Linked DNA regions of Mus musculus: region 1 is linked to region 2. A link is a contact called in public promoter capture Hi-C data. All regions are on one chromosome and are shown on one strand. The core of a region is the stretch at or near the end of the contact, and the rest is flanking DNA. Distances in the headings are between cores, read along the strand shown.

Region 1 (5,704 bases), core at 2,023-4,522, 270 kb before region 2:
GCAGGAAGCAGAAGCGTGCTTTTCACCATCCTAGAGGGTGAGAAGACTCAGGGTGGCCTTGAAAACAAACAAAACTTTTATCTAAATAGGAAGCTGGATATTTACTTATGCTCTGGATGCTATAAAAAGGCTGCATAAACGGAGACGTGGCTCTTGAGCCTTGGACTGACCCCGGACACGTTCCAGAGGCTCCTTCTGGAGGAAGGAGGAGTCTAGGCTCTTGTGTTGAGTGCTGGCTCAACAGCATGTTAAGAGGACACAGCCTAGCAAAGGTCACAAAGACAGCTTTCTTGCACGAGTGATGGTCACATGTGAACACCTGCAAAACTACGGAATTACTAGGCCTGTGCCAGTTCTGAGTCTAAAACTGCTCAAGTGAAGAAGAGGTCACTATAACCTGACTTCAAAATTTATTTTCTGACATGTTAAAAATTGGACAAGGGGGCTGGAGAGATGGCGCAGTGGTTAAGAGCATTGGTTGCTCTTCCAGAGGACCCAGGTTCGATTCCCAGCCACCCACATGGTGGCTCACAATAGTCTATAACTCCAGGTCCAGGAGAGTCAATGCCTTCTGCTAGACTCTGCAGGCACCAGCATGACTGAGTGCACACACATACATGCAGGAAAAACACCCAAACACATAAAGTAAAAAAATTAAAATGGACTGGGCAGTGGTGGCACATGCCTTTAATCCCAGTACGTGGAAGGCAGAGGTAGGCAGATTTCGAGGCCAGCCTAGTTTATAGGTGTCCTGAATTCCAGGACAGCTACGACTATATAGAGAAACCCTGTCCCAAAAAAGAAGAAAAAGAAAAAACAAAAAGGGAAAAAAGAAAGAAAGAAAAGAAAAGAAAAGAAAAGAAAAGAAAAAACTTGCTGCCAAGCCCCCCAAACCAAACCAAACCAAACCAAAACCAACCAACCAACCAAACAAACAAACAAAACCAAAACCAACCAACCAACCAACCAACCAAACAAACAAACAAACAAAAACCCTGAAGACTCTATATAAAAATATTAATGATGTGGGTTCTGCACAGTGTCGGTAATATCCTGCAGATGCTTCCTGAATTTAGAAGACACCAGTGGTGCCCCTCCCGACATGGGTAGTGCAGTGAGACCCACCGGGCTCTGACCCTTCCCAGTAACTCAGCTCTTGCTCTTTTAAGATAATTACCTTTTCCTTATCACTTAGGAATTCAGAAAAACATTAGTGTAAGGGAAAAAATGCAGGGGCTGGTGCGTTGGCTCGGAGGTTAAGAAGCCTGAAATAAGTCACCACATAGAGTTCCAGGCCAGCCAAGGCTGTGTAGTGAGACCCTGTCTGGACAAACAGACAAACAAGAGCATCGGCTGCTCTTGCAGAGGATCCAGCTTCCACATGGTGGTTCACAGCCCAGGGGACCTGATGCCCTCTTCTGGCCTTCCTGGCCTCGCACATAGTACATAGATACACATTCAGAACACTCAGACATGTAAAAATTAAAAAGAAAAAAAAGACAAAATTACCCATTGTCTCAGCTTGCAGAAATAACCTTCTAATACAATGGAAAAAAAACTCTTTGCAAACTGTCAATTGTTGTTATAATATATATGTATATAAATGTGTGTATATACATTATTATATTACATTAATACACACACACACACACACACACACACACACATATATATATATATATATATATATATATATATATATATATATATATATATATTACTTTTTTCCTTAACACTATAGTCCAAGCATAGTCCCCCCTTTTTAAAGTTTATAAACGGCATCTCACTGAATAGTCCTGGAACCCTCTATGTAAATCAGGCTAGCCTTGAACTCACAGAGATCCTGCCTGCTCCTGCTTACAGAGTACTGGGATTAAAGGTGTGCACTATCATGCCTGGCAATTTAAAAATTTTCTATATCTAAACCATTCTCTAACATTGTTAAAGTAGAGAAACCTATATAAAGAGTTTAACCCAGCTGTTGGTCTGCCTTTGATTTCATCTTGTCAAACACAATGAAGTGTGTGTTCACCCACATGTCTTGGTCTCCATTCCTGGAGAAGGCTGGACAAAGTATTTCTGGGTTGGAGGCTTTTTTTTTTTTTTTAATTTATTTTTTTGCATTGGGATGCTGGCAGGCTTTTCTCAGAAGGATGGAACCTGAGTTTCTTCAGATCTAAAGGTCGTGGCAGGATACATTCTGTATGCACGTGGGGCTGGGGCTGGGGCTGGAAATGGCTCAGACTCCGAGGCTTTGGCCAGTCCATCACCTTCATCATTTCATGCTGACACAAAGCAAAACAACGCAACAACACAAAACCAACCTTCTCAGAAGTCCTATCCTGTCTCCTGTTACAGCTTGGAGAGTGTCTGTCATCAGGCACATTCTGGGAGACTTTCCCTTTATCTAAAGGGGTCAAGAGAGACTTCTGGAAAAGCACCTGTCATGGCCCAAGATGATTCTGGGTCAGCTGATTGAGGGAAGGTTTGGAAAAGCTTCCTGGCTTGGGGAAAAAGGTGGTGCCCACTATGCTACCTGCAGTCTACTTAGCATATCAGACCCCAAGCATCATGCCTGCCCTGTGTTACAGAGAGCACTATTACATAGGACACCAAGGGGGGGGGGGAGAAAGAGAGAGAGAGAGAGAGAGAGAGAGAGAGAGAGAGAGAGAGGCAGAGAGAGCAGAGAGAGCGAAACAGAGACACAGGGAGAGACAGAGTGTGTGTGTGTGAGAGAGAGAGAGAGAGAGAGAGAGAAAGAGAGAGGCAGAGAGAGCAGAGAGAGCGAAACAGACACAGGGAGAGACAGTGTGTGTGTGTGTGTGTGTGTGTGTGTGTGTGTGTGAGAGAGAGAGAGAGAGAGAGAGAGAGAGAGAGAGAGAGAGAGAGAGATGTTTGGAAAAGTTTGTGGGTAAACTGTGCCAAGCCTGATGACCTAAGTTAGATCCCTGGGATTCACAAGGTGGGAGAGAGCTATCCTCTATACATTGTCCTCTGACCTGTGCAAGCGTACTTTTAAGCTCTCCCTCCCCTAAGCAAAACTGATATTAACAAGCTCTATGCTTTAAGAAATAGCCCTGCCCCAAATCCCTGTAATTTACTCCCCATCCAAGCTCCATTCAAGCAGCAAGCAGCTGTGTCATCTGCTCTGCTTCCCAGCCCCACTTGAACCTGCGCTGCCTTCAATGCTAGCTAGCATAAGCTTCACTTAGACGCTTCAGGGAGCCAGCATCGGGCATTGACAGGAAGGCGCATGCGTCCCGACCGTGATCTGAGCATGTTACTCAGAAGTTTCGTAATCTGTGAGTCACAAAACAGGAAGGATAACATTTGCCTCACTGTTAAGTATTGTTCTCAGATGACACGATGCTAGCGAAACTGCCTCATGTATAGAAGATACTCAGGAAATGCATCAAGAATCGATGAGCCCCTCCCAGATGACTGGGGCTCGCGTTCCCTTGTCTCCAGCCCCTTACCACTCCCCTTTTCTATACTCTTGCCTTGCCATGCTTGTGAGGCAGGGCCAAAAGCTCAAGAGATTCTTCTGGTACCTTCTCTGGCACCTTACATACCGTTCTTGTTCAAAGCATTAAGCGTAACCAAGGGTGTTGCTTTTTTTTTTTTTTTTCTTTACATTCATTCCAGGGTGGAAGGTTGTCTCACTGCACGAGAGACATGTTATCCTACAGGTGTCACGACCACCCCCAAATCCAGCCTTTCAGACCAGAGCTCCCTGAACCCATGCCCCCTACAAGCTAAGGCTCAGAGAAGAGCGATGCTTCTCCACTTTGGGCTTCTTAGCCCTCCAGGGCACATTTTCCAAAGCATGAGATATGTTGGGTTGTCATAGTTAGGGGGATTCTTCCTGGCGTCTGGTTAAGTAAGGGGTTTGAGATGTTGACAAACATCCCACAGTGCACCTACAAGGAACCAGCCTGCCCGAGGAATTAACAGTGCCATGGTTGAAAACCTTGACTTAGAGGGGCCCTTCCATAAGGTCAGGGCAAAGCTCTGCTCACAGCCCTCCCCACCCATGGTTCCTAAACCCCTCCTCTTTATGGTGGGGGGACAAGGCCAGGAAGGCCCCACATCCCAGTTACCACGCTCAGCCTCCTCCTGTTTCCACCTGCTGTTCTGCTCTGTTACCTCCTGCCCCTCTAAGATAGCCTGTGTGTCCTACGTGCCACCTGCTGTACAGCTCTGTGGTCACCCCAAGGGTCACCCCCGCCTGCCTCTGCTCAAAGGTTGTCTTCCCAGGGAGAACTTCCTTCACACCTCGTGCCAAACTATAATCTGCCCAGAGCTTTCTGTCCGGCCATGATCTGTTTTTCCTTGCCTCTGGCCCCCGAGACCCCAGGTCACTGACGGTATTAGCTTACCGTCCTGATCAAGTGTGATATCTGCAGGACTTTTTTTTTCCTTGTTCCCTGATATTTTCTTCTGCTTGATTCTTTTTCTTTTCTTTTCTTTTTCTTTTTTATTTTTGAGACAGGGTTTCTCTGTGTAGCCCTGGCTGTCCTGAAACTCACTCTGTAGACCAGGCTGGCTTTGAACTCAGAAATCTGCCTGTCTTTGTCTCCTAAGTGCTGGAATTAAAGGCATGCACCACCACTGCCCTGCACTTGCCTGATTTTTATATATTATATCTTATATATTTGATAAATTCTCCAGATATCTTCTCCAGTGAATGGATGAATGAATAAATGAATGAAAATCCTACTGTTCCAGAGCTGTTCCGTTCTTATGAAGTCAAGCTGACCTGACACTTGTGTCATGTGAGTGCAGTTGCCCTCATAGACCAGAAGAGAGCGCTGGATCCCCTGGAGTGACAGGTGGCTGTGAGCCATTGGACGTGGGTCCTGGGAACCCAACTCAGGTACTTTCCCTTATTATCCCCAACACCTGTTCAGGCAAACACTTAAATGTTATTCTGAGCATCTCATGTAAATGAAAACCTACAGTATACGTGGCTGTCTTCTTTGACTTAGCATAGCATTTAATGGCTCACCCACGATATGGAGTATATTGATATTTCACCTTTTCTACAGCCCAATATTATTCCACCGAGTAGACACACATCATGCCGTTCTCTGGTCGCCAGCAGAGCCGCCGTTGCTAGTTAGGGGCTATCCCGAATGCTGCAGCTGTGGGCACTGCTGTACTTGGTCACATCATTTGTTTGGGGTGTCACCTGGAGTTGCTGAGTCATGTGGTGACTGTGTGGAAATTTTGGAGGGACTGCCTGCTGCGCTTTCTTCCTGGCTTTGTGGATTCACACCCAGCATTGTCTTTCCTCGAGTTATGCCGAGCTTCTTCGGTCCATGCTACCTGACCTCCTCTGCATGGCATACCTGGGAGGCTCCTGTGCCTCCTGAGGGGCACCCTCTATGGCCAACACCTCAGTCACAAGGAAGGGAGTTTCAATATCCCAGGGCTCAGGTTACACGGGCAGCAACTACAATGAAGCCTCGAGTGAGAACCCTCAGCTCCTCCCTTCTGTTCGTGCTCCATCTGCTACCTGAGTGCTCCCTAAAGCAAATCTATTTTGCTTTAGGGATACCTACAAGTCTAGTAAGCCTACCGACACTGCCCATGACCTCTCTATGGGCTCACCATGCTGAGCGTCACAAGCTAACCCACCAGAGGCCATCCGCTTGGCTAAACCTCCCTGCCTTGGGTTAGGCCACTCCCTCCTCAAATGTGA
Region 2 (5,739 bases), core at 3,041-5,540:
CAACTGATTTAAGTGAATCAAACGCAACGTCTCTAAATTCGTCACTCAGCATAAGGCCTGGAGCAAGGAAAGGGGCCAAGAAAAGGCCAGAGCTTGGCCTGCTCAATGCTGGGTTCCAAATCTGTGTGTTTGTAGGGAATTAACCCAAATGGAACTCTGCCTGTAGCTCAGTGCCTCTGGTTCCAAAGGAGAAGACTTACCCTCTAAAAGGCAGAAAACAGTATGGAGCTACAAAAACGCACTCCCCGGCTCTTGTCACCTTTATGCTTTTCCGTGCCCGTACACCAAACGCTGCCCCAGTGTTGACCTTCCTCTCTCCTGCAGGTTTGTCACTCGAAGGAACCGCCAAGTGTGTGCCAACCCAGAGAAGAAGTGGGTTCAAGAATACATCAACTATTTGGAGATGAGCTAGGATAGAGGGTTTCTTGATTCTGACCCTGTATAGCTTCCCTGTCATTGCTTGCTCTAGTCCTAGCCAGCTTGGGGATGCCACTCAGTAATCCCCTACTCCCACTCGGTCCTGGGAAAATGGGCATCTCAGCTGCTCCGAGGCTCTGCACAGCAAACCCAAGAAATCAGCATTTCATTAAAATTTCAGATGCAAGGACAAAGCTGGCTCCTAGTGTGACTTCTTCCTAAGAAACCCTCTTGCCCACAAGTATTAAGCATGCAGATATCCCGGCACATACCTGGTATCAACACCAGGTTTAGGAGGTGTGGCCTGTGTCGTTAGCATAGACAGGCAACGCAGGTAAAATAACCAGTGGTTTACCCACTAGGGTTGAAGTCTAAGCACCATGATGTAAGTCTACCTGTAAGTCTCCAAGGATTTATCTGGACCTCCTTGCTTCTGCAGGCTTTAATTGACCCTTCTACCTTAGCCTGTCCTATACCTTACCTCCAGTGGGCTCCTTTAACACTATCATTACCCATAGTGGCTTCAGGACAATTTCAGAGGCCGATAACTGTTCCAACTGTACCAGCACCTTTGAAGAGAGGGTGCTCCACCTTTCTACCACCTGTGCCCCTTCAGGTGAATGTTACAAATACCAGCCATAGCTGTAAGCACTATTAGTTGAACACAACTCAGGTAGGAGGCTTGCACAGCAAAATCTCTGCTCACTGAACAATCTCACCAGCCCAACAGTCAGGAAAAATTCTAGGTAGATTGAAATTATTTGTCCAAATCCCCACAACAAAAGAAAAACAAAGCCGGGTGTGGTGGTGCATGCCTTTAATCCCAACACTCGGGAGGCAGAGGCAGGCGGATTTCTGAGTTTGAGGCCAGCCTGGTCTACAAAGTAAGTTCCAGGACAGCCAGGGCTACACAGAGAAACCCTGTCTCGAAAAACCAAAAAAAAAAAAAAAAAAAAAAAACCAAAAACAAAAGAAAAACAAGTTTAAAGTTAAGTTTTAAAACCCACTAAATCTAATTCAAATTTCTATGTCTTGCCATCTTCAATTCTCAACTTTTTATTTGTTTTTTGTTTTTGTTGTTTTGGTTTTTTTTTTTTTTTTTTTTTTTGAAGGGGGTGGTTTCAAGACAGTGTCTCTCTGTATAGCCCTGGCTGTCCTGGAACTCACTCTGTAGACCAGGCTGGCCTCGAACTCAGAAATCCACCTGCCTCTGCCTCCCGAGTGCTGGGATTAAAGGCATGCACCACCACTGCCCGGCAATTCTCAACTTTTTAAACTTATTCAAAATACCCTCCCCTTCCCTCTGGCATATACCTTTTTTCTGAGCCATCTGAAACTGGATGTACAATACCACTACACCAGTAAAGGTTTCAGTATTGTCTACCAATGACAAGAACATTCTACATAACCACAAAGTGAGAAACAGGAAACAAGGACACTATTATTTTCTAAGAAACAATTGTCAAATATACATTGTCACATCCCCACTGGCCCAATAATGCCCTCTATGAATGTTTTTTATTAAGAATCTGATTCAGTAGAAACACTGAATTAAGTGGAATGTCATTTTGGTGTTATTTAAAAAAAGAAAACAGAACTAACAAAAAAAAAAAAAGCAAACAAACAGCATCTCTTTGTGAAGCCAGGGCTGTCTTAGAATGGGCTATGTAAATCAGGGTGGTCTGGAACTCTCAGGAATCCACCTGCCTCTGCCTCTTGAGTGCTGGGATTAAAGGCATGGACTGCCACAACTGGCCTTTTCAGTGTTAGCACATTTTTCTCTCTCTCTCTCTGTGTGTGTGTGTGTGTGTGTGTGTGTGTGTGTGTATGTGTGTGTGTTCATGAGAGAGAGAGAGAGAGAGAGAGAGAGAGAGAGAGAGAGAGAGAGGCACACCCACCTGCCTCTGCCTCCTGAGTGCTGGGATTGAAGGTGTGCACTACTACAACTGGCCTTTTTAGTGTTAACACATTCTTTGCCTTTTGTTTTCTGAGGGGGGGGGGGAGCAGGGAGCTTCCTATGTAGCCTAAGCTGCCTGGAACTCCCTATGTAGACTAGGGTGGCCTGGACCTTAAGATAATCCCCTCCATCTCCAGTGCTGAGCCTACATGGCTGACCCACCGTGCCTAGCCATTCATTTCGTTTATTGAAGCAGGACGTCAGTAGATAGCCCAGACTGGCCTTGAACTTTCAGGATGGGATTATAAGTGTCTGCTACATCACCTGGCTAAACAACATTATCTTTTGTCATCCTTAAGGGCACTGAAATTGTTTAGTTTATATTTTTGTAGCATACTTATCATTTAGGTTTCTTATTTCCTTTCAATTGGACTCAGATTGAGTAATTCTGGTAGGACTCCCACTTGAGAATGTTATCTTTCTCTGTGCGGCACATAAAAGCACTCATGTCAGTTTATTTATATCAAGTCTGATTAAATAAGGATCAAGCCAGTGATACATATTTTTAGGGTGTTTTTTTTTTTAGATTTCTTTATTCTTCTTTACATGTATTAATGCTTTGCAAGCTTACATGTATGCGCACCACACGTGTTCCTGTGGATTCCTTGTAACTGAGGTAATCGATAGTTGCCAGCCATGTGGGTGCTGGGAACAGAACTCAGGTCTTCTGCAAGAGCAACAAGTGTTCTTAGCCAGTAAGCCACATCTCTAGCCCCATTGGTCCATATTTTCTTGACATGTAGTGTCATGGTTAGTCTTCGGTTATCAAGACTGAATGGATCTAGAATGAACTAAGCCACTGGCCATACCTGGGAGAGAGTCCCCTTTTTCTTTTTTTAAAGATGAATTTAAAAATTCATATATTTTCTTTGTATGAACGTTTACCTGCGTGCATGTGTACCACAGGTGTTCTTGGTGCACACAGGTCAAATGAGGGCATTGGATCCCCTAGAACTGAAGGTACAAACTATTGTGAACTGTCAAGTAGGTGCTGGGAACCAAAGACAGGTCTTCCCTGATGATCATACCTGCTGAGCTACCTCTCCAGCCCCTTGATAAGCTTATTAGGAGTAGGAAGATCTATCTATAATGTGGGCAACACCATCTCAGGAGCCAGGCTCTGGACTGAATGGAGAGAGAGACTGTTCTATGGTTTCACTGTGACTGGCCAGGCTGCTGTGACTTTTCTGTCACAGCGGATTGTATCCTGAACTATGAAATCAAATAACACTTTCATCCTGAAGTTGCCTTTGTGAGAACATTTTAATCGCAGCAACAAAAAAAAAAAAAAAAAAAAAAAAGAAAACAAGACACAAAGTAGGCTTCTTACTGTGTGCTGACCTACTACATGCTAGGCACCGGAGTGAAGTAAAAAAAGGGATTGCATCACTGGGTCATGTGGGGAGGGGAGCTTGGGAAAGGAAAACCTTCAGAAATGACATGAAAGATCTGAGTGACAATCTGACAGGCAGGCAGGAAGGGAAAAGACACAAGGTAGATGGAACAGTATATGCAAACAGAAGAGATCTGAACAGCAGCTCCTTGCCACACAGCCTCCTGCCAGAGAATGAAGGATGTGCGTATAAGAGAGGCTTTCCTGTCCCGGTCATTTTCCTGATGACCAATTCTGTGAACAACCCCTGTACTTCACATGGGTTGTCTTGAACTTGATGGTTCACAAACACTGTGTTCCTCACCAAAGCTACTAGAGTTGAGCAGACATGACTCCACCATTATGCTGCAGAAGGAAATGAAGTTCAGTGAGCAGCTGAGTCAGGAGGCCAACAGGGGCCAGCAGTGGGACTCAACAATGGAAATGGTGTTCTGTTCACCATGACAACCTAGTTGCTCAGTGCTTGAGTGTGTCTCCCTGGTCTCACTTATACCAGAGAAAGGGCCTCTTCAAGCTGTACCCTCTTGGCTTCACGTCCCTGAACTTCTGGCTGCTCTGGTTCTCCTCTAACCTATACCAAAGAGGATGGAGAGCCAAGAAAAACAGGCTGATTTTTTTCAAATCCCCAAGTCAATGGACTATCGAAACCGGAACAAAAGTGAGGATGGGGTAGAAAGGAATGAAGCTAGGGGTGGGGACCTGATAAGGTAAAGCCAGCAAACCGGACCCAATCTCAGACAAGGCCCTGGGTTCAGCAAATCCATGGGAAAGGCCAGGGCAAGCCTTTGGACAGTTGATGTCTCCCCTGAGGTCTCAGTAAGTCTTTCTTTCCAAAAGAAGACATGTTGGATTTTCTCAAGTCAGGATACCTGTGTGTCCCCCAGCTTCTCCCTTACCTGTGTCTTGCCTTCCATACAAACCTTACACCTCCAGCTCCTTGCATAAGGTCTTCCCTAAGCCCACTGCTCTTATCCCTGACTTACCTGATTAACACCCCCTAGTCCTTAGCTGTCCTAGAACTCTCTGTAAACCAGGCTGGCCTCAAACTTATATATCAGCTTGCTTCTGCATCCCTACCCTGCTAACTCTTGCTTTTATACAAGACTTGGTCTGTATTATCTCTAGGACATAAATATCTGATTCCCAGCCTTGAAGGTACCTCTCAGCTATACTGCTTGTGTGTATCTCCACATTCGTTTCCCTTTGTAAATCACTGCAGACCAGAATTTGCCTCAAATGCTAAACCAATAGTTTTCAAAATGTCCCAGAGTGATCAGATCCACCCATCCCCTAGAGAATCAGATACTGGGGGGGGGGGAGTCCTGGGAACCTGGGGGGGTTGTTTTGTTTTGTTGTTTGAAAACTATGGAATGCTTCACGAATTTGCGTGTCATCCTTGCACAGGGGCCATGCTAATCTTCTCTGTGTCATGCCAATTTTAGCATATGTGCTGCGGAAGCAAGCACGGGAATCTGGGCTTTAACAAGCTCTCTCAGCCTAATGCACACTCACATTGGAGAAAATGAGAGAGACCAACAGTTGTCACCCTTAACGGAATACTGGAATCTCCAGGGGAGCTTCCCAAAATGCCTAGGCTCTATTATCACAAATCTGACTCAATTAGTCTGATACAGGGCCCAGGCATGTTCAAATGTCATTCCAATGATACTTATATGCAACCAGGGTTGGGAACACTACTGGTCCCATGTTCCCCAAACTCCAACTACATGGGAGGCCCCTGGGGATCTGGTTGACATGATGTTCCTGACAGCATTTCTGAGAGGCTCCCTGGCACAGTACCAGGAAGACTACCTGCCACTGAAGGGCAAGGATGATGCCTCATTTTATGCCCCTCCCCTAGTTCCTGGGGGGAAACCTGGTGCTAGTATTTACTAGCTGCAGAACAAATGAATGCCTCACAAGGTGTTGAAACTCATACTTTTAACTACTTACTGGTACCACCTGCATATCT

Evidence for each region. Promoter capture Hi-C pulls out the DNA fragments that hold promoters and counts their contacts.
Region 1: a promoter capture Hi-C map of the HPC-7 cell line shows a contact between it and region 2. The contact joins the enhancer-like site here to the promoter of Heatr9 in region 2. A contact is called at or near these places in 9 of 39 promoter capture datasets (the C10 cell line, the HPC-7 cell line, embryonic stem cells and 5 more), 1 of 15 datasets of contacts at CTCF or cohesin (large pre-B cells), 1 of 484 Hi-C or Micro-C datasets (bone marrow-derived macrophages), 4 of 115 datasets of contacts at active chromatin or transcription factors (cardiomyocytes, embryonic fibroblasts, embryonic stem cells and 1 more) and 4 of 9 other capture datasets (adipose tissue, embryonic stem cells, liver and 1 more).

The regions. Positions count from the first base shown.
Region 1 is chr11:83,787,034-83,792,737 of GRCm38.p6, reverse strand. No RefSeq gene overlaps it. Among named protein-coding and RNA genes, the nearest start is that of Gm38934, 21 kb to the left of the region's middle. Within about 2 kb of position 3,272, at least 133 of the 459 cell types and tissues checked have an H3K27ac peak or open chromatin away from gene starts, as enhancers often do. A contact at or near this core is called in the HPC-7 cell line, bone marrow-derived macrophages, embryonic fibroblasts and 1 more, where this site is marked.
Region 2 is chr11:83,520,650-83,526,388 of GRCm38.p6, reverse strand. It overlaps Heatr9 (HEAT repeat containing 9), which reads left to right and starts at 4,290. Exons shown (of 15, transcript NM_001045543.2): 1 at 4,290-4,425. The coding sequence starts at 4,353. The region is part of intron 2 of Gm32650 (a long non-coding RNA gene); the gene reads right to left. It overlaps Gm23247 (a small nuclear RNA gene), which reads right to left and starts at 5,233; the gene lies at 5,127-5,233. It overlaps Ccl5 (chemokine (C-C motif) ligand 5), which reads left to right. Exons shown (of 3, transcript NM_013653.3): 3 at 325-611. The coding sequence ends at 412.